Linked DNA regions of Mus musculus: all the other regions are linked to region 1. The links are chromatin contacts, called in public HiChIP or PLAC-seq and promoter capture Hi-C maps. All regions are on one chromosome and are shown on one strand. Each heading gives the region's core, a stretch centred on a gene start, on an enhancer-like site or on the middle of the called end of the contact. The rest is flanking DNA. Distances are from core to core; before and after follow the strand shown. Region 1 holds the start of Egfl7 (EGF-like domain 7). Region 2 has its middle 19 kb from the start of Surf6. Region 3 holds the start of Lhx3 (LIM homeobox protein 3). Region 4 holds the start of Tmem250-ps (transmembrane protein 250, pseudogene).

Region 1 (6,143 bases), core at 1,312-3,811:
TTGAGATATACGGGGAAACTGAGGCACAGTGTAGGGTAAAGAACTTTCGTTTCATACTGCAGCGGTTCCTGCCTTTAGTGCCACTTTAATCAGTGTAATCAGTGTGAGGCTCTTGGTCCAGAGCTTTAGGCCCAGAAATGGGCCGTGCCCCTCTGGTCTCCAATCTGTAGGAGCTGTGGGAAATGAAGGGTATATGGGGCATCCTAGTGGCAATGGTGATGGCTGCCCGAGTCGGAAGTGGTACTGGCTCCTTCTAAAGTGCAATGACAGTGAGCAAGTTCCACCAGTGAAGAGAGGCCTGAAGCAGTAGGGGTGGAGAAGAGAGTCTCTGAGCACCTCCCTAGACCACAGCTCCTTCTGTAGCTCCAGGGACTACTAATCAGTGCCTCCTCCCTTTGGGACCCCCTCCTTCTTCTGTCCCTGATGTACCCAGTGTCAAGGTGAGACTCCAGCCTGCCCTCTCTATCTGTCTCTGGGACTGAGGTGGCACTCTGAGGCTCTGAACCAGGGATCTCTTTTCTTAGATACATCTCAGTCTGGCCGGGTTGGGGCAGGGAAGGCAGAATAGTCAGGAGATGGTGAATGGATACACTCAGGCCACTGAATAGCAAAACTATCCATGTTGGCTGTGGGCCTCCATAGGCCGACCTGTGGGGCTCTGTTAGGCAGTTTCCCTATGCACTGAGCACCACAGAAGGTTAGACCACAACTTTGCAACCCTCAGCCATTGCTGGCACAGCCGACCTCATGACTAGTTTCCTAGACTGATCTGAATTCCCCGAGGAAAAGAGGGCTCTGTTCCCGAGTTAACCTCTGCTCACCTGGCCAAGTACCTTCCCTCTCTGAGCCTCAGTGTCCCTTTTCTTGGTCTAGCCAGCCCAATGTTTGCCGATCCTTTTGTGGATGAGGGAAATGATGGCTTAGTACAGCAGCTAGGACAGAGAGGGGCAGGCCCAGGTGACATGATACAGGGCTATCTCTAGGGCCTACCTGACTCCCACCAGTGGTGGGATACTCGGGCCCTTGTGGACAAGCCCCTTGGGCGGAAGCAGAGGTCAAGTAGAACAAGCCAATGGAGGGCTGAGGGTGTGGCTAGTTTGTATGATTGAAAGCAGAACAAGCCAATGGAGGGCTGAGGGTGTGGCTAGTTTGTATGACTGAAAGAGGAGGTGCCCCCCCCCCCCCAAATCAGGTATGCATTTAGAATAAGAAAACCTAAGAACTATCTTTAGACTGTCAGACCAACATTTGAATGCCATGAACCCCTTCAACCATCATGGCTCTATTGAACAGGAACTCTCTTGTCCCCCAGGACATACGGGGAAACTGAGCTCTGGAAGAGAAGTACAGTGTCTTAATTGGCTGGAGCACTCTTCCCAGTACAGCACACAGACTGAGCACTAGAGCAATCTCCATCCCAGGCCATGTTGGAGGGAGGGTGCCGAAGAGGTGAAGTTCACCAGGAAGCTCCCAGGCTGCCCCACCTCCGTCCTAGCCCAAGTTGTCCAGCTGAGTGAGGTGGGAGAGAGGCAGGGCACAGAAAGGAGGTGCCCAAGGCATCAACAGGCAGGCTGAGTCAATGTAAGGCTGACACTGCAAGCTCAGCCTCGGTGGAAAGCTTTGCTCTAGGTGCCTTCGCTTACAGAGGTCTGGGCATGTTCTTGGCAGCGGCCCAATTCTTGGCACTTTATCCCTCCCATCCCTTTCCATGGGGTCTGAGTGCCTGGCCTGAATCCTCCACTGTTGGGATCTTGGACCCTACGGTGTTACAGCGCCTCCCCACAGCCTGCTAGGGGGTAAGGGAGGGGAGGAGAGGTTAGGAGTACTCTTTGCTTCCAGGTCTTGGGATAGTCATCCCAGAGCATCCCAGTCAACTGAGCCTGCAGGCTTTCAGACCCATCTGCACACCTCGAGAGTCAGGGGCTCACTGGCAGCCTGGGCTGATGCCCTGGAAGAAACAGCCTGGGTTCTAGGAGAGTCTGAGCTGAGTTTGAGCTGGTGTTTTCCCCAGTCGTGGGCCTTTGTACCCACAGAATAAGCTATTCTCAGACCATCGGGCCTGTCTTGCCCACCCCAAGTTCCCTTCCAACCGCATGCCACCCTGGTTGCACGCAGCTCCAGTGGGGCAGGCTTTGCTTTCAGGTACCTGTGTTACACACATTTAGGGAAGGCCCAAGCTCCTGTGTCCCAAAGAAGCAGAAGGCTACTTCTGTCACCCACATGGATGTCTTGTGGCCCCCGCTGTCTCTGTGGAATGGGAAGGCCCTGGTCACGTTCTTTGTTTCATACTGTTACCACTTAGGTTGCTCCTGAACATAGGTGGGGTCTCTGACTGCTTCAGGGCTAGACCCTGGAGTCCCAGGGAATCAACAACCCCCTCCTCCACAGTTTGGTCAGCCCCCCTCCCTTAATGACCTCCTCAGCCCCTTGGCCTCCTGTTTGTTCGCTGACGGATCCCCGTTATCAGCAGAGAACACACACAGGAAGTCCGGCGGGAAGGGCCCATCCCAGTCCTGATTTACCCGGGATGGAGCATAAAAAGCCACCCTTCTTCACCCGGGAGGAGCCTCTGTGCACTGGCAGGCTGCTGTGCAGTCCACGAGGAAGGCTTCGGTCGACAGGACAGGCGTGCAGACTTCAGGAGGGACCCTGGGCAGCAGACATTCCCTGGAAGGGCAGGTTGCATTGCATGGTTGGCTCATGGAGGCAGCAGAGGTGGCCTCAGCCAGGCCTGGGCAGCATCAGGTATGCAGGATGGTACTGCATGTAGAAAGTGGGTGGTGGGGCCTTGAGAACTCAAACAGACAGCTGCAGCATCCATGAGCTGCTCTGCTGGAGGTGTGCTGTCCTCGCTGTCAGCCATCCCTATCTAGCAGAGGAGAGCTTAGGGCCTGGGGCCCAGCCCTTGGTCTGGGTGGCTGAGCCTGGGCTCCACACCTCACCCCTGGATGCCCAGCAGCACATAACCAACCCCTGAAAGAGAAGCTGAGAGAGGCTTGACACCCAACCCACCTCCTGGCCCCATTCTTTTCCTCTTTGGAGGATCTCCTGCATAGACATCAGAGCTCAGCCCAGCAGGACCCTCTGGTCAGGGCTATGGCCTCCATTCTGCTAAGACAGAGCTGGGGTCTCCTCATTAGTAGTGAGTGAATATTTCTGAGGAATGGAGGTGCCGGCCAGGAACCAGTCCCTAGAGTGGGACCCCTGAAGTCACATTTGTAACCTGGATGAGCCATGCACATCGAGGGGCATAGAACATGGAGCTAGGGTGAGCCTGTCTCTTGTGGGCTTTATGCTTAGGGACAACTTCATGGGGTGCAGTGGGGTCTATCTCGTCTTTGTGACACTTCTCCCTATTCTCCCTGTTCTCTGGCCTCAAACCACAGGGGAGCTTCTTGAGCCCCCCACCCCCACCCCCATGTCAGTAGCATCTCTGGGAAGTATACCTTCTCTAGACTGCCTAAGCAACGGCAGAGGGGGACCAGTAAAAAGCTACCTGAGTTGCCATCTGCCCAACAGACGGGAATGGCTGGCCAAAGGTTCAAGTGACCACAGCTCCAGGAACCAAAATGGGATAAGGGCAATCGGCTGTGCAGGGTGTTCTCAGACACAGCTCTTTTTTTTTTTTTTTTTTTTTTTTTTTTGAGACAGGGTTTCTCTGTATAGCCCTGGTTGTCCTGGAACTCACTCTGTAGACTAGGCTGGCCTCGAACTCAGAAATTCGCCTGCCTCTGCCTCCCAAGTGCTGGGATTAAAGGTGTGCACCACCATGCCCGGCTGGACACAGCTCTTAAGTGATAGATGCCCTGCCAGGAGCCCCTGGAGCCCCAGTTACAACAATGGCCACAGGTCCAATTGCCAGGAGGCTCTCTAGGGCAGGGTGGTAGCCATTGCTCAGGAACCCTTCCCTTCAGTGTCTATGCATAAACAAGGTGGACCAGAGCCCAGAGCTGTGAGGTCTCTCCTGTTAGTGTACAGGCTCTTTACACAGTGCTCAGCTTCATGAGGGGAGGGGGCATTGGTTCTATTCAGCAGGGTTCCTACCTATCTTTACGGAACTCAGAGATGCAGGCAGCGGTCACATTTGACAGATGGTGGGAAGGTGGGGGAATCAAGAGTATAACTAGTTAGGGTACCCTGTAGTTTCTGTTGTCAGGGGCTGTTTCTGCAAGCAGATCCTGAAGGCCAAATCAAACTGGGACGTGATGGGGTATGGGGGGGGGGTCTGGACATGAGAGAGGAAAGCAAGGCCCCAGTTCATGTTCCACATCTGACCCGCAGCCCCCGGCAGCAGCAAGACGCTGGCTGTTCCACCTGCCCACAAGAACAGCCACCACCAGTACCCAGGGGATGACTAGCGGCCGGACCACAGGTGAGTCCCCAGTAAACCTTCTGGGCAGCAGCCAGGAGTCCTGCCTTGCAGGGAGCATGCACAGGAACGTGTAAACCAAGGCACGGCTAGGGTTGGAGAAATTAACAAGGCTTAGGCACCCAAAGAGCTGGGACAATTACAGAAGCAGCAGAAGTGGAGACTGGGAGAGAGAAAAGATGACCAATCCAGAAGTGGAGGGTTGTCAGCTCATATGACGCCAGGGAAAGTGGCCAAGGGTGTCAGCAGAGAGCCCATGTCTGCCAAGGAGGCTTGCGCTCACACCTAGATCTCATCTGTACTCAGCCCAGTGATCTCAGTCTAGTATTGTGGCTGGGTGTGTCATGATGCCCACCTTTTGCATGGCTCGAGGACCAGTCTGACTGGGGGGGTGGGGGTGGGGTGTTTCGAGACAGGGTTTCTCTGTATAGCCCTGGCTGTCCTGGAACTCATTTTGTAGACCAGGCTGGCCTCAAACTCAAAAATCCACCTGCCTCTGCCTCCCGAGTGCTAGGATTAAAGGCGTGCGCCACCATGCCCGGCTTCGTCAGGCATCTTGTTGTAGTCTTCTAATACCATTCAGGAGCAAGTCATCAGTCAGGAGGCTCGAGAGTTAGCTAAATCCTTGTGGGAGCCATTCATGGCTTCCTGACTCCTAGAACTTGTTTAATCCTACAACCCCCCATCAGTCACGTGATCCCTCTGCAGGCCTGGGATCAGTCAGGATGTACAAAGGAGGCTCGCAAGGCGGCACTTAGAGGCTGGGTTGCATCTAGATCACCTAGGTCTGACTTACTCGCTATAATACTAGGGAAACTGCCGCTGCACAGACTCAGTTTTGCCATCCGCGAAATGGGGACGAGCACATCGGGGAGCCCGTGGGGCTGGGGTAGGGCTCCGACGCAGCTATCAGGTGGGGCGGGGCCGAGGGCGGGGCGGGGCGGGGCTCGGGTCCCCCACAGCGCGGCGGCAGCGGCGGTGGCGGCGCGTGCGCGCCCCGGACCGCGCGGTGAGTGCGGAGATAGCCCGGGCACCAGGGGCGAGGGTATGGAGGCAGCCCGGGCGGGGCAGGGGTGACCCGGACTGTCGGGTGCCGAGATCGGGGGCGGCCACTCAGGCAACTCCGGGCGATCGCAGGGACCGGAGAGGTGAGCGCGCGAGAGCCATGGCTGAGCCGCGCTTGGACCCCACGCCCCAGCCTAGGTCCTGCAGCCGCCGGGAAAATGAGCCCAGCGGTCCTGAGAAATGGCGACCCCTGCCGGCGGCCGGAGCGCCTCTCCCCTTACCCATCTTGGCTATACGACCCCCACCTGGTCACAGCACCCCATAGCGTAGCTCAGTCCGGTCGGTCGTCCTGGGTCAGGGGTGGGGGTTGCCACACTCTCCCCTACCGCCATGGAGCCTGGGAGGGAGCAGGGTCCGGGCCATGGAGAGGACGCCCCCACCGAATCTGATCACCGAACCTGTCTGGTCTCCACACCAATCTGTGGGCGCTGATGTCTAGACACTACTGTAGCAAAGGGACCCAGGGCCCTCTCACTATGGTGTCCAGATCCCCCCTCTGCCGCCACAGCACCGCACACTCCCTCCCGGTAGGGGGCTGTTGAGTCGTAGGTGGGAAGGGAGGATGGCTGGCTGCTAGGGCCCATGGTGATACTTAATGGTTCAAGATTACTTGTAAACCTGCAGGCCACATCACAGCCTAATGCGTGGCTCACCCAGTAGCTGAGCACCAAAGGAAATGAACTTCCAGCCCAGGGCTGCTTTGGCCTCT
Region 2 (6,236 bases), core at 3,538-6,037, 300 kb after region 1:
ATAAGGGGGTATTTAAAGGAAGAAACCACAACTCAAGGAGGTGGGAAGGACGTTGTTGGAAAATACCAAAAATACCAGTAAAGAGTCACAAGGAAGTGCAAAGTTACAAGAGTCACGAGGAATACCTGGTAATTGTGAGGGTTATTTCTCAAGACAGTTTCTAAGAGCCACTAACAATAGCACCTTTGCATAGCGGGTTCCAGCAATGGTCAGGGTGGGTCAGGGTGACTTTCTTTGAATGAATACTCCTTGAACCCAGGAAGTGGGTGGGTGGAGGGATGTCGCTATCTGTTTTATGATTAGCATACCTTGGAGCACTGAGTCACAAAGGCCACATTCCCAAACCTGGGCCTAAAGGCCTAGAATTGTTTTTACTACTCTTTCAATAGTAATGCCTCTAACATTTATTCTAAGGTTATAAATTGTTTTGAAATTGGGGTTTACTTTCCCAAAGTTGTAGTTATAGTCTAATATTGCAAAAGAAACTTAAAAGTTCTAAAATCTTTCCTCATGGCAAGGGGAACAAAGCTCAGAGCAGCCACTGCAGGGCTTGTATGACTTTCTTTTGTCTTGCAAATGGTGCCTAAGAAGCGCTTGAAACTTGCCTCTCCTTGCCTTAGCTAAAAGAACACTGTTGCAGACCTATCCAGATGTTGTTCCAAATAAAGTTCAAATTCAAGGTTTATAAAAGGGTCAATCAGACTGTAGAACATATAAAGGCATTACAATCTGGCTTGCCTACTTCATGTAAAGTTATTATAGGTTTAAAAGTTTGTTTTTTCCTTTGAATCTGTTAATTGTAAAGAATTTTGCTTCTAGTGAACTGGTAATCACTGGAAAATTTTGCCTCTGGGTACGGCTAATATAGCTTTACCTCATGTAAGAGAAATTCTTATTGTCTTTGCTTCAATACAAGAAGCTAAGAGTTTAAATCTTTCAGGTATATTGTTTCCTAAGTGAAAAGTATTTTATTAGCTAATACTTTTAAGGGGAAGTTTACTTTAAATTTTTGCTCTCACACAAGGAGCTTTTAAGTTCTGGGGAGTAGCTGTTGCTCCAGAAAAAATTCAGAGGCAATATCTTTTTAATACTTAAGGTTTTAGCTATACTATAAAATTGTGGTACAGAAAATCTAAGAACGAAAAATTGATTTGCTTCAAATTTTTATTTTCAAAAGCTTCCAGGAGGTGTTAATTGGCTAAGATCTCACCTTAAACTCACCACAGGAGAACTTAAGCCTTTGTTAGGTGCTATTAAGTGAGACACAAATTAACTGGCAAAGAACAAAAGGCTTTGCAGAAAATAAAGAAAGCTTTTATAATTGTTATCAATTATAATTAATGGTAATTAAATATTAGCTGCCTATTTTAGTTGTGATTATTAAATGTGCCCACAGCAATTCTTTGGCAAGAGAAAACATTATCGTAAAGTCATCTTTCTTCTCCTCCCGGCCGACTGTTGGCCTACGTGGAGCTGGCAGGCTGCTGGCTACTGCGGGGTGGGGCCATGGGGTACGCTGCTTTCCATGAGTGGTGGTGGCGCAGGAGGCTGCCAGAAAGCGGGCACCTTTGTAGTGAACTCAGGGGAGGGCTTGAAGCACTGGTCGGGCGCGCCATTGCCCCCATGAGCATCTGCCTGTCTCCTCCGGGGGTGGCCGTATTTTTCCTGCTATGCCGCCCTTGCTCGGGCTTCAGCCTCTATGGTCTGGGAGGCGGGCCAAAGGCCAGTGAGGCCGAGGTGTTGTTCATCTCAAAGCACAGTTTTAACATCCTATTAAGGCTGCTGTGGTGCTAATAAAGAATTGTAAGATAAATTCATATATTTTAGAAAACCTATATCAAAAATTGTGTCTTAAAAACCTAAGTGTCTGTTCCTTGTTCCAAACAGCAATTAATTTGGTTATTACAGAATATTGATATTTGGCCTATTGCATACCATCATTTTAAATAAAATTGATAATCATTATCCTAAAGATAAGTTAAAAATTGTTTTTATGAATGCTTTTGTACCTTCTATAAATTCATACATGCATCCCAATTTCTGTGTTTAAAAACAGCCCTTCTATGGGAGAAAACTATATGTGAATTGGATCACACGCTTATTCTTTTGAGTTTCCTCCTGCTTCAGCACAGATAATTACATTGTGTGCTGTAGATGGTGTTTTAAAATGTTGAATAATTAAGCTTTAATTTGTATATTTATCAACATATATCTCAGAGCTTACAATTGCTTAAAATTGTTCATCCCTCAGATACTATAAATTCTCAAATTTGCAATTGTTTATGCATATACAACTCATAAGAAAAAATGCTGTTCCTTTAAGAAAACTGTTTTTGGACAGTTAAGAATTTGTCCTGGGTTGCCTGGAAAAGACCCCCAGGATTTGCTTTTGTGTTATAGAGATTTACAAAAAGCTTTAGCTGATAAAGGATTACAGATAGCTCCTGAAAAGATACAAACTCAGGATCCTTATAATTATTTGGGTTTTAGATTTACAAATCAAGATGTTTTCCCCCAGAAGATAGTTATTCGCAGAGACAACTTAAGGACTTTTTGGGTTTTTTTTTTTTCTGGTTTTTGTTTTGTTTTGTTTTGTTTTGTTTTGTTTTGAGACAGGGTTTCTCTGTGTAGCCCTGGCTGTCCTGGAACTCACTTTGTAGACCAGGCTGGCCTTGAACTCAGAAATCCGCCTGCCTCTGCCTCCCGAGTGCTGGGATTAAAGGCGTGCGCCACCACACCTGGCCAACTTAAGAACTTTGAATGATTTTCAAAAATTGTTAGGTGATATTAATTGGATTCGCCTGTATTTAAAGCTTACTACAGGGGAACTGAAACCTTTATTTGATATTCTTAAAGGGAGTTCTGATCCTACTGCCCCCCTCCCCCGATATTTAACCTCAGAAGGATTGCTGGCCTTACAACTAGTGGAAAAAGCTATTGAAGAACAAATTGTCACTTATATAGATTACTCTTTGCCTTTACATCTGTTAATTTTTAATACTATTCATATGCCTTCAGGATTGTTATGGCAAAAGTCTCCTCTAATGTGGATACATTTGAGGATTTCTCCTAAACGTAACATCTTGCCATACTATGAAGCAGTAGCTCGGATGATTAGCCTTGGAAGGAAGCAGGCACTAACTTATTTTGACAAAGAGCCAAATATCATTGTTCAGCCTTACAGCGTAGGTCAAGATACTTGGCTGAAACAGCACAGTACAGATTGGTTGCTTGCTCAAATAGGGTTTAAAGGAACTATAAACAACCACTACCCTCAAGATAGGTTGGTAAAAATTTTAAAAGTACATGTGGTGATATTTCCTAATATGACCTCTTTACAACCCTTACACAATGTTCTTCTGGTGTTTACTGATGGCTCCTCTAAAGGGCAAGCTGGATATCTTAATAATCAACAGGTAATCATAAAGAGTCCTGGCCTCTCGGCTCAATTAGCAGAATTAACAGCAGTATTGAATGTCTTTCAGTCTGTAAATGAGGTTTTTAATATTTTTACTGATAGTTTATATGTTGCACAATCGGTACCCTTATTGGAGACTTGTGGTACGTTTAACCTTAATATGCCAGCAGGATCCCTGTTTTCACAATTGCAAAACATCATTCTTGCCTGAAAACATCCATTCTATATTGGCCACATACAATCTCATTCTGGTCTTCCTGGACCTTTAGCTGAAGGCAATGATTGAATCGACAGAGCTCTAATAGGAGAGGCCTTAATTTCAGATACTGTTGCTTTGGCCAAACGTGATCATGAAAAATGTCATCTCTCTAGCCATACCTTAAGGCTCCGACATAAGATCACTAAAGAACAGGCAAGAATGATTGTAAAACAATGTCCTAAATGTATTACATTATCTCCAGTGCCACATTTAGGAGTAAATCCACGAGGTCTTATGTCTAATCCTATTTGGCAAATGGATGTAACTCATTATGCAGAATTTGGAAAATTAAAATATATACATGTTTGTATTGACACTTGTTCAGGATTTCTTTTTGCTTCTCTACATACTGGAGAGGCCTCTAAAAATGTAATTGATTATTGCCCACAAGCCTTTAATGATATGGGATTGCCTAAACTTATTAAGACAGATAATGGGCCATCCTATTCTAGCAAAATTTTTACTTCATTTTGTAAGAAATTTGGTATCAAACATAAAACTGGAATTCCTTATAACCCCATTGGACAAGGAATAGTTGAACATGTTCTTCGCACTTTAAAAAATTGGCTTTTAAAACAAAACAGGGGCAGTTATATCCACCAAGGTCACCAAAGGCACATCTTGCTTTTGCTTTATTTGTTCAAAATTTTTTGCAAACTGATGTTAAAGGTCAGTCTGCAGCTGATCGCCACTGGCATCCATTTACTTCTAGTTCTTAAGCCATGGTAAAGTGGTGGGACCCATTAACTAATGAATGGAATGGTCCAGACCTGGTCCTAATATGGGGAAGGGGCTCAGTCTGTGTTTTTTCACAAAAAGAAGACGGAGCACGATGGCTGCCTGAAATATTAGTTCATCAACTGGACACAGATCCTGAATCTTCCAGTAATTATGACTCTGACCTTGATTATGGCTAAAAATCCTCTTTAACTGAAAAGTTAATTTGGAGCACAGCCTCCTCTCCCAGAAAAGTTACAGCCTTTCTGTGATTCTCAAAGCCACCTCCCCCACACCAGGAGCTCAAAGTCTAAGCTTGGTCATTGCTAATTTGCAATTGAATGGAGTACCTGGACTTCCCCAAAGAAGCTTTTGTACTGTTGCTTTTCACTGTCTCCTATTGTTTTTCAAGCAGGTTAGTCAACACTTCAGCCTGACTGTAGCAGGTTGTGCAGCCTCGCCTCCAACAGCGCAGGTGGCAGTTATTAATCTATATGAAGAAGCATTTTAAGTACATATTGTGGCTTTGGTCTGAATTGGGAATAAGGTGTGCAGGAAAAATAAGGGCTGGACAGTCAAAGACGGGCACCCAGATCTCGGAATCATATCAATCTAAGACAGAGATGCATGCCAAGAGGCCGTGGTTGTTAATAATACACCACAGAGCCATGCTTTGGGTAAAATAAACACAAAAAAGCTGCACGTACCATCTATGACGGAATTGAATGGTTTGGGAAGATCTAAGATTTCCTAAGTCAGGCACGGCCGCCAGCCACCATAACTCCAAAGCAGGAATATAGAGCATAAATACATTTTATGCCTCAGTCCAGCTATTTTTAATATTATAAACAGGGGGGAAATTGTAGCCTCCCCCAGCCTCGAAGCAGGCTGATCCAGACTTTGACCTTGCTGCCACTGAAAATTAGACCACCTGGGGTGGAGCCTTCCTGCCTAGATTGCTCTATTATTCAGCCACTGCCACTGCTCTCTCCAAGACACTGCTACCTGCTGAGAGGCCCCTGAGATATTCCAGAGACTACACCCTATCCAGCAGCTGGTTCCAGGCACCAAGAATGGATTAGCAGTGGGATGGGCCTCCCCCCCCCCCCCGCCCCCTTTATAAGCACAGTTAGCTATTAAACATTTGAGCTTTGATCAGGAACCTTGTCTTGGCTTCCATTTTTCTCTCGACCGTCTAGTTTATGTCTTTTCAGCCCCAGTTTGCCTCCCAGGAGTAACCCCAGTCCATGTGAGCCGCAGGTCGGCTCTCAAGAGCTAAGAGGTCCACTTTCCACATATCCTAATAACTTTTCTCTTCCACTACCTCAGCTGGGTAGTGGGCAAGAGGAGAGATTAAATCTTTATTAAAAGTAGGTTGCCCAGGGCAGAGGTGGAGCACACCTTTAATCCTAGCACTTGGGAGACAGAGGCAGGTGAATTTCTGAGTTCGAGGCCAGCCTGGTCTACAATGTGAGATCCAGGACAGTCAGGGCTACACAGAAAAACCCTGTCTCAGAAAAAAAAAAAAAAGTAGGTTGCAAAAAATTTAGGCCTAGAGAGCGCTGTTAGTTTGAGGCCGGCCTGACCTTCAGAGAGAGTTCCAGGCTGGCCAGGGATAAACAGAGAAACCAGGTGTGGAAAAATCAAAAAAGAAAAAGGTTTGAGAGTTAGGATAGCACAGATATAGCACATGAGCACAGTCAAGTGGAGCTACAGCAAATGGTCTGAGGCCCACAATTGACAGTGCAGAAAGCAGTGGGAGACTGCAACATGGTGCAGAAGTGTGTAACAGAGGGAATCAGCACTGGGACCAGTCTCAGCTGAGGGCGGGGTCTGGAGAAG
Region 3 (6,670 bases), core at 950-3,449, 380 kb before region 1:
TGACTGGGCTGTCCTGTAAGCTCTACAAAGTGCCAGTGCCAGACAGGTCATGTCCATCTCAAACGAAAACCCCACTCTTGGGGTGATCTGGAAAGCCGGGGGAAAAAAGAAGAAAGAAAGAAAGAAAGAAAGAAAGACATGTCCTTATCAGCAAGGGCAAAAGACCACACATGGAACTTCATCGCCTTTGCAGAGTTCCAGCAAAGTGAGGCTGTCCAGCGCTGGCCCCTGCCTGAGGTATGAATAGGTGGATGCTGTCCTCACTTGAATGGCAGCAGGTATTTATGAGTTCATTGGCTATGGTTTTTTGAACACACACATATGCTTTCATATGTATGTATGTATGTATGTATGTATGTATGTATGTATGTATGTATATGTGAGAGATCTGCTGTTAAGGTGTGAACTGCAGTGCACGGTAGATGACTTCAACTCTCTACACCACCAATTCTTCTAGCATCTGAGTTCTCATCCCCCAAAGACTGCAGGCCTCAGGGAAACTGGGTGGGAAAAATCTAAAGGTGTAATCTCGTCTTAGGGGCTGGTGGGATAAGACTGGTTCATGGGATAAGGAGATCCCCGCCATTTAGGAAAGGTTACTAGAAAAAGGAGATGCATGTGCAGCACCCAGGGCCCACTCACTTCATACCCACACAAGTGTCTTTACATCTCTAGCTGCAAACAACTAGCTTCAGGCTGGCCTCCACTGGTGGGAGGAATTAGAAAAGGACTGCCCCACCTCCCTCCAGCACTGGGCACAAGCCTGCGATGGATGCTGTCCCACCCTGAGCAAAACCACATCTCCAAGTGTGGACGTGGAGATCGACTGTAGCTGTACCAGAGCACCACCAGAGCCGTCGTAAGGCCACAAGGATACCCAGAAGAGAGTGAGGTGGCTAGACAGGCCAAACACTGCAAATTCAGCACCCAGGCACGGACAGCGCCTCGGCCAAGAAGCCCACAGCAGGGACACGGGGACACCCGCTTCCTACAAAAGCCGTCGCCACCGTCAAGCCTCCCAGTGAAGCCACCCTCGATCTCCTCTTGCTTACGTGGCATGGTGAACTCCAGTCTCAGTACAGTTTCCTACACAGAGTTGGAGGGCCCAGTGGAGCCTCGGGAGCCAACAGTGCTCTAGCAAGCCTCACAGAACTCTCTCTGGAGCCTAGCTTACCAAGCTTTCCTCCCTCCCTTTCTCATCCCCCCTCCCATCTCTTCCTCCCAGCTCCTGCGGGTAACCCATCCCATAAACCATTGGAAAATAAATAAATAAATAAATAAATAAATAAATAAGCAAGTAGGCCATATCCGATACCCCCAGTCTGCATAGAATCCTTTTCCCACTTGCTTCGACAGACCTTCTGCCAGCCTAACTTCCTCTTTTCCTATCCTGTTATACTCTCAGCTTGAAAACGGAGAGCGCTTTTATTCCCCAGAACCAAAGCCCTGCAAAAAGACTGGTACGATCAAGAAACTGGGGGCCCGGACAAGTTCCACTTTTCCCTGTAATCGCGTCTTGACCACCAGCCTAGTGGTAAACTGCCGGTGCAGACACTAAGACTCGACTCAGGGGAGATGAGTTCAGCATGACCCAGACCTGATCTCGCTGAAAATGGGGGGAAAGGAACTGAGTGAAGGCAGTTCCTAAGGAGAAACTCCTGCTCCCTGATTCCTGAGTCCTGAAACATCTTCACATGCTCCCTCCAGCTCAGGGGCCTCAGCCAGCTCAGAGCTGCAAAAGGTCTCCTAAACCGTTCCTGGATCACCAAGGGCTCCCAAAGCCAGGACAACACAGCACCAGGAGGGCCACACACTTTGGAGGTTTGAGATGCCTTTGCTTAGCCATGTCAGAGCCCCTCAGACACACCCTTGTCCAGATACCTTGGCTTCTGCTGGCCTCCGCACAAGGGCCAGAAAAAGCCGAGGACATCTGGGCCTGTTCAGTGCAGCCTCTCCGTCGGGCACCCACCTCGGCGCAGGTCAGCCCTTCGCGCCAACAACGCCAGCAGCAGGTCTCCGCCCGCGGATTCCCGGGACGGGTCCAGCTCCCCGCGAGCTTCCATGGGGCCAGGTGCCTGGTGCTGCCGCCCTCCGACCCTGAACTTCCCCTGGGTCTGGCGAGGCCACCGTTGCAGGGACTCCGAGCTGGCGTCGGAGCGACTCGTGTCGCTGCTGGGCGCTGTGCCCACGGGAGGCCTCTGGGCGCCAAGCCTCGGGCCCGCGGAGGGCGGAGCGGTGGGGGGCGGGGCCGCGGGGCGGGGCTGGGCCGGGGGTCGCAGAGACGCTCCCGGGGCCACTGGAGGCCACTGGAGACTGTGCACCTTTCAGCCGGAACCGAGGTGCCTAGAAGCCGTCTGGCTTGCACTTCCCGAGGACGGAGACAGCGCAGTAACCACTCAAGGCTTCCTACAGATGCTCGCCCCTGCCCCAAGCAAGTTCGCTAAGCCTCCCGGAAGGCTGAGGTCCCGAGGGAAGCGGCAGGGAGGGAACTGCGTTCTCTTTGCTCACGTTTAGACTCTGAACCGGAGCTGGACAGCATTGAGACCACACCTGGTCAGCAGAAGGGCAACCTGATAGCCATCGCGAGGGAACGTGGTGGCAAAGAAGCCACAGTAGAGCTACGAGGAGCTCGATTTGAAGGTCCCCCAACTCTGACACTCTGGACCCCACCACTAGAAGTGCCTCCTGGAGCCAGTACAGCGAGAAGGAACGATTCTTAGGACCTCAGATCCGGTGTCCTCTGCGGGAACACACCAAGACTCTAGGCCAGAAAAGGGTTGAGCTGCGGAAGCCCTGAGATCTACCCTTACTTCCCCACCCCAATTCCTTAGAACAATCCCTGCACCTGGATTTCCACATCTCATCCCCATTCGAACAGGTGAGCCCACCAGAACCCATCATCCTATCCTTGCATGAGCCCTCACTGAGGGCTCCTACTACCCAGCCAGGAGACAGCGCCAGACCTATGCAGTTCCTGGTAGGAACTAGAATCCAGCAGGGTATAGTGCCCTGGTAACAATTAGGGACACCCTAGAAGTGTTTGCAGAATCAGCAGGTTGCTGCCACCCTCCTGGTTCCTCTTCTTGTCCTGTTCTGCCTCCATCCCTAGGACTGTGACCGATCAGACCCCAGAATGGGAAGGATGAATGAAAGAACGCAAGATTCTCCACTTGGTCCCAGCACAGCTGCTGCCTCGGAAAGAGCCCTGTGCCTGCAGCCGTCCCTTCATGTTGCTCTGTACTTGTTATTCCGAGGTCAGGGAACACTAGCTTGGAGTGAAATGGGTGCTGGGTGAGCTGAGATGTGAGCCATTGAGTGTCAGCTGCTGCAGAGGGCAGTGGGGCGGGGGCCATGTATGGCTAGACTAGGGAAGGGGCGGCTCCACACTGTTGGGCATCTGGCTTGCCGCCAACAATGCCTCCATTATTTCCCAACGTCCGTGGCAGTGAAATGGCCCTTGGGGAATCAGAGTTCAAGCGGGAGACTTGGCCTGGGGATTCTTGCTGCAAGCCAAAGCAGTTCTGGAAGCTGTGGGACATTCAATCTCTAGGACCAGCCCCAGGCCTTTCTGGTCACTGTTGACCCTGTAGCTTTCCTGTTCTCCTGCCTGCTGTCACCTTGTACTTTTTTTCTCCGCAGTCACTCCCTCCTGGTCACCCCTCTGCATTCTGTCTCTTCTCTTTTTCCTGCCTGGCATGGAGACTTGTAGGTTGCAATGGCTCTTACCTGGAGTCCTGCTGAAGGTACAGAGGGCAGAAGCTCCAGGGGCACCGGGCCTCTCTCGGTGGCAATCGAGTTCTGCTTCTAGCAGCATGGCAGTCACTAATCCAGTGGTTCGTGCGGGGTGTTCCTGGAAGTGCTGGACCTCTTTCAGGCCTTGGCCCACTCGCTGGGCTGGCGCTGTCCGCGGTGCTGAAGGAGGCACCAGCGTGCTGGGGACCTTCACAAGCCTGCCCCGCCCCTCCTCTGTCCCCGCCCTTGGCCCCTTCCAGGCCTGGGCAGGCGGAGTCAGGCTGGCGTCACTCTAGGGCTGGGTCTGACTAGTTTATAATTCGAGGTAGCCTTTTCTCTGGACCTTCCTTTACCTGTTACAGAGTAGCATAGTGGCTCCAACTTGCTGTCGTGGGCTCTGGGCCTTGGCTAGAGGTGCCACGTTCATAGTACTCAGGTTTGGGAGCCTCTGAGCTGTTAGCCTGGGACTGCACTCCTCACCCACTCCGTGGAATAGATTCTGGGTCCAAAGGCCTTTTGCTTGCAGGCACAGGTCAGAAGCCTCCAACTACGAACTCAACCACCTGCATCCAGTACTCTGAAGGCAGATTTTAGTCCCTTTTCTCCAACCCCTATTTCCAGAAAAGGCTCATGCATGCAAACCCACCAGCTACTGAAGAGCTGAAGGGTCCTGAGCAGAAGTTCCCAGGTGCCTGCAGGGCAATCTGCCCCAGGCTGGGCACAGATGGGAGGGAAATTTGGTGAGAGGCTCAACAGCTTTCTAGTTGACTGGCTGGTCCTCCCAGGCTCTGTGGGTTCAGAGACAATCTGAGGATGCAGGTCTCAGCATAGTCCATTCTCTCTTCACTATCTGCCTGACCTTTAGGCTGTCTTCCCGAATGCCTCTAGTTTATTTATACAAAAAATTCTTAGAACTTCAGAGTTGTGTCTGCAAACTAGATGGGAGAAAAGGGTTTGGAGAATTCCCTGAATCCAGCTTTACATAAAGCTGCTCACATTTCAAAAAACTGAAACAACTTTACTAAATGTCAAATTTCTTTATTCTTACAATGTGCACATTAGAGTTTACTTAAATACAAAATGTACCCCTTAAGAAATTTCATTGACATTTTCATGCCAATTGCTTTTTACTCAAAATCTTTGCATTAAAAAATAAATAAACATTTAAATTACTGAACTATTCTAGATATTAATCTTAATACCTCTCATAAAACTTCAGACTTTAAAACAGACCTTACACTTGGCCCAAAGATGGGTCCCTGGAGGGATGCAAGCCTTTTCACTGCAGAATGAACAGTTCAAACAGGGATGTCCGTGGCAAGCTTGTCCCCCAGAAGGGATGACCTGGGACTGTACAAGAGCAGCTGAAAGTAGGATCTGCCCAGAGTGGGCTTCTGCAAACATCAGCCACGCCAGGCACTGTGGGGTGCTATGGCAGCCCCAGGGCCACCCTTCGGGCTCAGACATTTCACTGGAGCTGTCCTTAAATAGGCCCAATTCTCAAGCTGACAGACCAGGAGTGTTCATCCTTGGAAACACCTAACGATGATCTGGGCTTGTTTGTTTTTAAGCACAGGACTCCAGGTTTCAAAGAAGAAACTTCCTCCACAGGGAAGTGAGGCAGGAGGTTCACGTGGCTGAGTCTGGCCATCTGCCCCAGCCAAGGTCTGGCTCTCAGAACTGATCCTGCCATGTGATGAAAGGAGGGTTAATAACAGCCCAAGGAGACAGCTGTCCATTTTCTTAAGTGGCAGCAGGGACATCGATAATACAGGGTCTTAAATGGTACCCATGTGACCAACTGTCATTGGGAAGGATGCAAATATAAAAGATAGAATATGCAAAATGGAATGTACACACATGCACACACATGCGCACATGCGCTCTCACCACACACACACACACACACACACACACACACACACACACACACACACACACACAGAGAGAGACTAGCTTGCTTTATCCAAATAAAAGGAAGCTCCTGAGCTATGGAGGGTCTCAGTAAGAATGTTTCCAGAAATGTAGACTTAGTCCATTTGTTAAAAGTCTTTAGGCACAAGTTTACCATTGAGATTTTACAAATAATGTATTTAAGTTGATGTTGTTGTTTTTAAGTTACCCTCAAGGCCAGGAGACCAAGTACACAGGGGTAGCATCCCATGCCACCACCAGTGTCTTCTGTAGTGTACATGACAGACATGACAGGGTCTTTAGAGGCTTCCTGGAGACTGCACTGCCCCACAGAGACCAAGACTGCACTACAGCTTGACCTGGGTATTTAAGACGCAGGGAAGCTACAACATAACTTAGTGGCCTCTAGGCCCTGTACCCCACAAGATGATCAGACTTCCTTGTTCAAGTTCAGAGCACCCTGAGCCCCCATGAAAGCACTTTTGGCTTATGCAGGAACACAGCCCACATCTGTGGCAGGGTGTGTGCTGTCTGTAGAGGCCTCTGTGCTTTGGCTGCTCATCTCTGGATGCTGTGCCCAGAGAGAGGGGGTGGGTGGGAAGGTAACAAATGTAGATGTGAGGCTTCATGGAAGGCTGTGTGGCTGTGGGTTGGACCTGCCCCCTTCTAGCATATAGGGCCAAATACACACTAGTCTAACATGGAGGCTGGGAAGGTGAGGACAAGGTAACAGCAAGGCAAAAATGTTCCATAGGAAAAAAAAAAAGAAAACATGCTCCTCCAGACACCATGCTGGGCACATTTGCAAAATCCCTGATCCCAACATTAAAGCTGCAGGTGTGTGGGTGGTTCAAAGCTTCCTCTGTATCGCCATGACTGCCCCAGGGTCTCTACACAGCTGGGTGGTAGAGCCGGACTTTCCATCGCTTGGACCTCACTCTGAAGAAGAAGTACATGATCATCAGGAACAAGGAGGAGGCCACGTAGAGCACCACGCAGAGGCTCATGTCCAGACTGGAGAAGC
Region 4 (6,269 bases), core at 2,660-5,159, 440 kb before region 1:
CCCTTGGCAGACCACCTGACTGTAGAACCACTGGTTTTAAGACTTCAACACTCAGCATTAAAATTGACTGCTTTCAGAACTATGACACTATAGATGACGTCCTTTGGAAAGGACAAGATTTCCGGCTTTGCAGAGATGCCAGCGCTGTCCCCTTGTCACACTTGCCCAGCATGTGTGAGGCCCCAGCACAGGAAAAACGTAAGCAATCACTCCATCAGCACATTAAAAAAATAGGTTTAATGCAGGTGATTCCTCTCATAAAGAATTTAACAGGCACTCAGGACACTAGGCAGCTGGGTGTGCACTGAGTGACAAGGTCCCATCATTCCCTCCCACCACCAGCCCTGACACACCCACCATCACCCAGCAAAATGGGGCTTCAGGCCACTCTGAGATACATGAGCTAATTAACAAAGAACAATGTTGCTTTGGGGGAAGAGTGGGGTTTAGTGCAAACAATTCTCTGCAGCAAGCGAGCAGCAGCAGGGTCCACTGGGAAGGCACCTCATCTGCTATCCTGGGAGGCAGACAGACTTCCTCCATGAGCCCTCTTGCCAGACCAACGACGACAGCTGGCTACAAGTTAAAGAGCTAGGTCAATAGTCCTACATCTTTGTTTTCCCTGTTTGGTTTTCTTGGCAGGGTAGGGTTAAAGGGGCCACTCCCATGCCCAGGATGTGGGGTGACAATGGGGGGTGAAGCATGTGGTAGCAGGATATGCTCAATGTCCTGCACCCAGAGTTACTGCTCAAACCACTTCATTTGCCACCTAGGCCCTTGTCACCAGTGAGAGTCATATTCCCACCCCTGATAGAGGCCAAAGGTGGTCAGGTACTCCATCTTCTATCTCACAAACCAGGCCTAACAACATGTGGGGAAGGTGTAGCTAGCACATCCAGGCTGCCCACAGGACTAGTAAAAACCACTGAGGGGGGACAGTCGGTTTATTCCCGTTTTCTACAGATCTGGCCAAGACTCTGGGAGGCTGCTGGAGACCCCATCCCTCAGAGACTGTAAAAACTCCCCAGGTTAAGCACAAGTGTTTTTCTAGGCCCTTTCAGTTTGCAGAGTTCCAGCATGGCTTGACACACAGACCTGCCCAGGGTGTGGACCAGCCCCCTGCTCTGGAGTTCAAGCCTTGGGGCCTGTGCTCCCTTGTACCAGGGTCTAGCCAATGCCATATATGCTGTTCTGCTAAACTGCACCTATGCAAACCAAGGTGACTCTGAGGCCTGACTTGGGGTTCAAGACTGACACGGCTACTTGTGAACAGCAGAGAGTGGTCCATGGGCTCAAAGTGGGCGCAGTTAGTGGCAGTAGTATGTCTGCTTGTATAGCCAGGTGGGTCCCTGAGGACAGCCAGGAGGAGGGCACATAAAGGGGCTGTGCAGCCCAAAGGCACCCCTTTGTGTCCCACTGGGTGGGCCTGATGTTGGTGAGAATGTCACACAGAAGGTCTCAAGGTGGAAAAAAGACAGACAGGCCACCCACTGGACAACCTGAAAACACACAGGCAACCCAAGGCAAGAGGCTAACGGGGACAGCACATCTGGTAACGTGCACAGCAAGGACAGCGCAGAAGCCAACAGCGAGACTGTGTGCTGTTCCCATTACAGAGTAGTCTCAGCCCTTTTCTCCCCTCAATGGGAGTGTGTGCTTCAGGCCTTACCTCCAGGATGGGGCAAAAAAAAAAAAAAAAAAAAAAAAAAAAAAGCCCCTACCAGCCCCACCCTCCAAGAGAGAAGCTAGGTATGGCACAATCAGGAGCCCCATGGAGGGTGGGCCCTCACATGTCCACAAAGACCATGAAGCACCAGCCCAGCCCCCCAACCAGCAGCATGGTCACATGGATGCCATAGATAAGCAGCTCGTTCATGAGGCGGAAGTCCACGCGCCTGCGCCCCAGCAGCAGCAGCAGCACTGACAGCTTGAGCTGGAAGCGCAGCAGTACGCGGACACCCAGGTACTGTAGGCAGAAGAGCGCGGCCAGCGCGCCCCAAAGGGCCGCTGTGAAGAGGCTGCAGCTGAAGTAGAGCAGGAAGCGTATAAAGCCATAGAGCCAGCGGGTCTTGACATAAACATCGAAGTTGTTGTACTTGGTGCGAGCCAGGTGAGAGGTTCTCAGCGGTCCGCAGGCTGCGTGCAGGCAGGTGGTGTGCGGGCCGTGGAAGGAGCGCACCCGCCGCGGGATGGGCATGACCGGCATTGGGCCTGGGCGGCAGTGCTGTTTTGCAGTGGCGGTGCAGTGTCCGGATGGCCAGCATAGGTGTCATCAGCGTCTAGGAGCCCTCAGCTGAGCCTTGGGGGAGGTGCTGGCCTGCAGGGAGAAATACAGAATGCCAGGTGAGAGCTCAAGGGTGTCCCTGTCAGTAACTCAGTTGCAACCCAAGGATGCACTTTTGACTCTTTTCATGAGTCCTCAGCCTGTGCAGGCCAATGGTTAACATTCTACCTCCCAGTGCTGGGAGAGGAAAGCAACAGTAACTATGCCCCTCAGCAGCCGCCGGCCGGGAGAGGGTCCCTAGGACTGCCAGGGATAAAACGGGGACAGTAGTGCTCTAGCTAAGCTCACTCTTTAGTTTCTTGAAGACCCACACACCCGGCTACTGGTTGCCCAGTACTCCCCATTACTTCCATAGTGACTTATAACAGTCCCCTTCAAGGACACTCCATGCAGAGTCACAAGAGGACTGGGATGAAGGGGGTGTCCACATAGCAAGCCCCTAAGGTTACTTGCTGGGCCTGAACTTTGGCATTATTTTGGCAGGTTACCATCTCACCTCCCACTGATCTTGCTCCGTAAATTGAGGCACCAAGACCTCTTCCCTGGGGCTGCCTGTACACAACAAAAGCATTACTGGCTTATCTAGGCTGGACATAGTGTCAGAGTTCTCCAAACTGGGACACAGAGAGGAGAAATGGCGTGTGGTTCCTTGTTTCACCAAGCAATTGTCATTCGCAGCAGCCTATGTTAATTTGCATATGGGGGAAAAAAAACACTAAATTTCAAACTATGGGACACTAGAGACCAAAAGTTGGTAACAGGACAGGGCAACATCGCCAACAGGCTTTTGCGACTTCCACTCCAACGGCTTCTGTCACCGCCGTAGGTCCTGAGCAAATGGCCGCCAGCGCAGCTGCGGCCGAGGCGCAGTGGGAGGAAACCTGTCCCGAGCCGGGGAGGCTTAGCTATGTTTTACCCAGCTAGACAGGGCAATGGCCTCATTCAGGCGTGTCACTGGACACCGCACAGGAGGGGGATGCGGTCTGCAGCAGGTGTACTCGGGTGGAGGTGCATGCCATGGCGCGGCCCGGCGCGGGGCACGCGTCTCTGAGCACGGGACCCTAGAGCAGGACATCCAGCTCTCCAAGGCCCGCTAACTCGGCGCGTGGAGATACGACCCTCACTAGCCATAGGCTACGCGCGACCCCGGCCCTCAGCCCGCGTTTTCTGCGGGCGCCACTTCCGGTGTCGGGGCGCCGTTGCCGTGGAGACGGCCCTTAGGTCCGTGGCCGGTCCCCGCCCGTCCTCGGCGGCTCACCCGGTGCCCTCTCCGTGGCGGTGCCGGTGTCCGGAACCATGCGGCGGGCCGACGGTGCTGGGGACCGGGCCTGCGGCTGAGCTTGTGCCCCGGGGGTGCGACGCCAAGGCGGGCACATGCCGCCGAGGACGGGGTCGCTTCGCGCGGCCCTTCAGTTGCCCCCGGCTGGCTCTGGCCCGGAGGGGAGGGCGCTCCCGGGCCGGGCCCGAGGCGTTTGTCCCAGCGTGGGAGCCGTAGTGTTGTCCCTCGGCGGCCACCGTAGCACGGTCTTCACGCCCCCTCCGCCCGCGACGACACGGTGAAGCCTCGCAGCGCCCACCGCGGGCCCGCGCGGAGCATCCAGGAATTCCTCATTATCCGAGGACGCGCACTAGCGTGCGCGCGCCGTGAGCCGACCGTGACGTCATTGGCCCGCGGCCTCAGCCGGAGCGTGAGTTTAGCTCTCCCGCGCAGGCGCAGATGGGAGAACTAAGGGCGAGGAGGCTGGTCCTCTCCGTGTCAGTGCGCGTGCGCGAGTGTGGGAGGGGCTTTCTCGCTGTGGTGTGAGCTTGTCTCCTTTCTGGTGGTGCGGTGGAGTTTTTCCTGTGTCCCAACGCGCGCCGCTGGCACCCAGAGAGCAGTGACGGTTGCAGATGAAGCGATCTCGTGCTTTAGGGGTACTCGCTGTAGAGCACAAGGATCCTGGAAGCGCCAAAAGAAAGAGTTAAGCTGGTGTGTCACCGGTCTAAATGACCTTGCCAGGTTCCTGCAAGCAGGTGTGGTAGGTTTCAGTTAAAAGTTGATGTGTGCGTTTGTTGCTAGGATGTGGAGAGAAGGTTGGGTCAGGCCATCATCCCATGACGGACCGGAAAGTAGCCTTACAGGGTTATCCTACATTGACCCTCCTGCTTACCCAGGCGTCAAATGCAGGCTCCCAGGGAAGAGAAACAGACCCTTTGCAGGAAAGGGGAACCTAGGGCTGGCTGCAAGGCACCTTTGCACTTCACAGGGAACACTTGGAGGCCCCAGCCCACGCAAGACCAAGAGCAGCTACAGGCAGTGGCATGTGCACATCCTGCCAGTACAGCCCACAAATGAATGAATAGATGTAAAAATAAGTGAATGTGCCATATGTCATTATACTCTCTTTTAATCACAGCACTCCAGAGGCAGGCGGATCTCTGTAAGTTCTATGCCAGCCAGGTCTTCTTGGTGAGAGTATGTCAAACACATCTTGGGTCAGTGAGATGGCTTGTGGGTAAAGGCACTTGCCACCAAATTAACAATCCTTGGTACCCACATAACAAAGGTGAAAATTGATGCCCTCCTGTTGCCCTCTGACTTACACACACACACACACACACACACACACACACACACACCATGCACACAGAAGTAATGCTTACAATAAGTCTAAGTCAACTGGAGCCCCTGGACTATGTGACCCTGTCTCGAAACAATAAGAAGCATTTCCTCCCCTGGCCTGAGTTTCTGTCACCCTGGAGTGATGATCTTCTGTTTTCTTGATCGTCCCCTCCTTTAGCTCCCCCCTTGGTTCTGTCCCTACTAGAGATGTCCAGTTTCTCTACTTTTTCTGTCCCTCTGTCCCTTTCCACTTGTTCAGCCCTGTTGCTCCTGTAAGAGCCCTCAGAGTCCTCTACACCTCTGACTTTGAGGCTCTCTCCCTCTGAGGTTGGGCAGGTAGCTGCTGCTGACAGCTCTTGGCCTCTAATGTTGGACCACTGGACGGAGACTGAAAGCACCCTGAACGTCTCACTAAAGGATGCTTCTTGTGACCTCTACTCTCTTGCTTTCTGCTAGTTCTTGGAAGTGTTGGGTACCACCACCCACGAACTGATTCCAGAATGATCCAGACCACAGCAGGGTCATCCCCAAGGATAGGATCCAATCTCAGTTGTTCTGTTTGCTATAGGACAGTCCCGCCATAGAAAGTCTACCTGAAGTCTGTCTGTCAGCTTCCACCCTGCTATCTGCTCTGGGCTTCTCAGTGGGCAAGCACTGGACAGTGGCCTGGCGCCACCTGCTGGGACTGTGCACGGCATGTCCCAGACTTTTTTTAAATTTTTATTTTATTTTATTTTATTTATTTATTTTGGTTTTTCAAGACAGGGTTTCTCTGTGTAGCCTTGGCTGTCCTGGAACTCACTTTGTAGACCAGGCTGGCCTTGAACTCAGAAATCTGCCTGCCTCTGCCTCCCGAGTGCTGGGACCACCACACCTGGCCCCAGACTCTTAAAGACCTACAGAAATGAGAGGAAGGTATAGTCCAAACCCAGGCACGGGGCCCATGGGACTGAGGCCATCTCATTTGTGTCTGTGGCTGCCTTGGTGCCATCTTTACAGAACAGTCAGAGCCGGGTAGCATCAGGACCCAGTGGCCTTCGTGCTGTCCGCACTGCCTGAGAGTGGGTGCAACCCTCACTTGAAATGATGCTTTCCTGCCAGGCAGTGGTGGCGCACGCCTTTAATTCCAGCACTTGGGAGGCAGAGGCAGGCGGATTTCTGAGTTCGAGGCCAGCCTGGGCTACACACAAAGAAAGAAAGAAAGAAAGAAAGAAAGAAAGAAAGAAAGAAAGAAAGAAAGGAAGGAAGGAAGGAAGGAAGGAAGGAAGGCTGTTTTCTTCACTTTGAGCTTCTCTCCTCTGTGCTGAGTGAGGAAACAGGCCATTTGAATCCATATAAAGCACTTCAAGGACACCAGCTCAGCCTCCCTTTCACTGACAAGGT

What was found. Promoter capture Hi-C pulls out the DNA fragments that hold promoters and counts their contacts. HiChIP or PLAC-seq counts read pairs in DNA pulled down with a chosen protein or histone mark.
Region 2: a contact with region 1 is called in an H3K27ac HiChIP or PLAC-seq map of embryonic stem cells, with 5 read pairs. The contact joins the enhancer-like site here to the promoter of Egfl7 in region 1. A contact is called at or near these places in 2 of 39 promoter capture datasets (embryonic stem cells and hippocampal neurons), 7 of 484 Hi-C or Micro-C datasets (CD4 T cells, CD8 T cells, ECoMG myeloid progenitors and 3 more), 1 of 115 datasets of contacts at active chromatin or transcription factors (embryonic stem cells) and 4 of 9 other capture datasets (adipose tissue, embryonic stem cells, liver and 1 more).
Region 3: a promoter capture Hi-C map of embryonic stem cells shows a contact between it and region 1, with 4 times the contacts expected there. The contact joins the promoter of Lhx3 here to the promoter of Egfl7 in region 1. A contact is called at or near these places in 13 of 39 promoter capture datasets (the 3T3-L1 cell line, 3T3-L1-derived adipocytes, the HPC-7 cell line and 5 more), 3 of 115 datasets of contacts at active chromatin or transcription factors (all in embryonic stem cells) and 4 of 9 other capture datasets (embryonic stem cells, liver, macrophages and 1 more).
Region 4: an H3K27ac HiChIP or PLAC-seq map of embryonic stem cells shows a contact between it and region 1, with 2.7 times the contacts expected there. The contact joins the promoter of Tmem250-ps here to the promoter of Egfl7 in region 1. A contact is called at or near these places in 2 of 39 promoter capture datasets (embryonic stem cells and pre-B cells), 2 of 484 Hi-C or Micro-C datasets (the N1E-115 cell line and Th1 cells), 5 of 115 datasets of contacts at active chromatin or transcription factors (embryonic limb bud, embryonic stem cells, fetal liver and 1 more) and 3 of 9 other capture datasets (adipose tissue, liver and macrophages).

What each region holds. Positions count from the first base shown.
Region 1 is chr2:26,581,304-26,587,446 of GRCm38.p6, forward strand. Egfl7 (EGF-like domain 7) reads left to right here and starts at 2,562. Exons shown (of 10, transcript NM_198724.3): 1 at 2,562-2,745; 2 at 4,282-4,372.
Region 2 is chr2:26,880,979-26,887,214 of GRCm38.p6, forward strand. No RefSeq gene overlaps it. Among named protein-coding and RNA genes, the nearest start is that of Surf6, 19 kb to the right of the region's middle. Within about 2 kb of position 4,788, at least 3 of the 459 cell types and tissues checked have an H3K27ac peak or open chromatin away from gene starts, as enhancers often do. A contact at or near this core is called in embryonic stem cells, where this site is marked.
Region 3 is chr2:26,204,376-26,211,045 of GRCm38.p6, forward strand. It overlaps Lhx3 (LIM homeobox protein 3), which reads right to left and starts at 2,200. Exons shown (of 6, transcript NM_001039653.2): 1 at 1,970-2,200. The coding sequence starts at 2,063. It overlaps Qsox2 (quiescin Q6 sulfhydryl oxidase 2), which reads right to left. Exons shown (of 12, transcript NM_001302956.1): 12 at 4,749-6,670. The coding sequence ends at 6,537.
Region 4 is chr2:26,136,597-26,142,865 of GRCm38.p6, forward strand. Tmem250-ps (transmembrane protein 250, pseudogene) reads right to left here and starts at 3,910. Exons shown (of 2, transcript NM_001256521.1): 1 at 3,543-3,910; 2 at 212-2,317. The coding sequence starts at 2,206. The coding sequence ends at 1,787.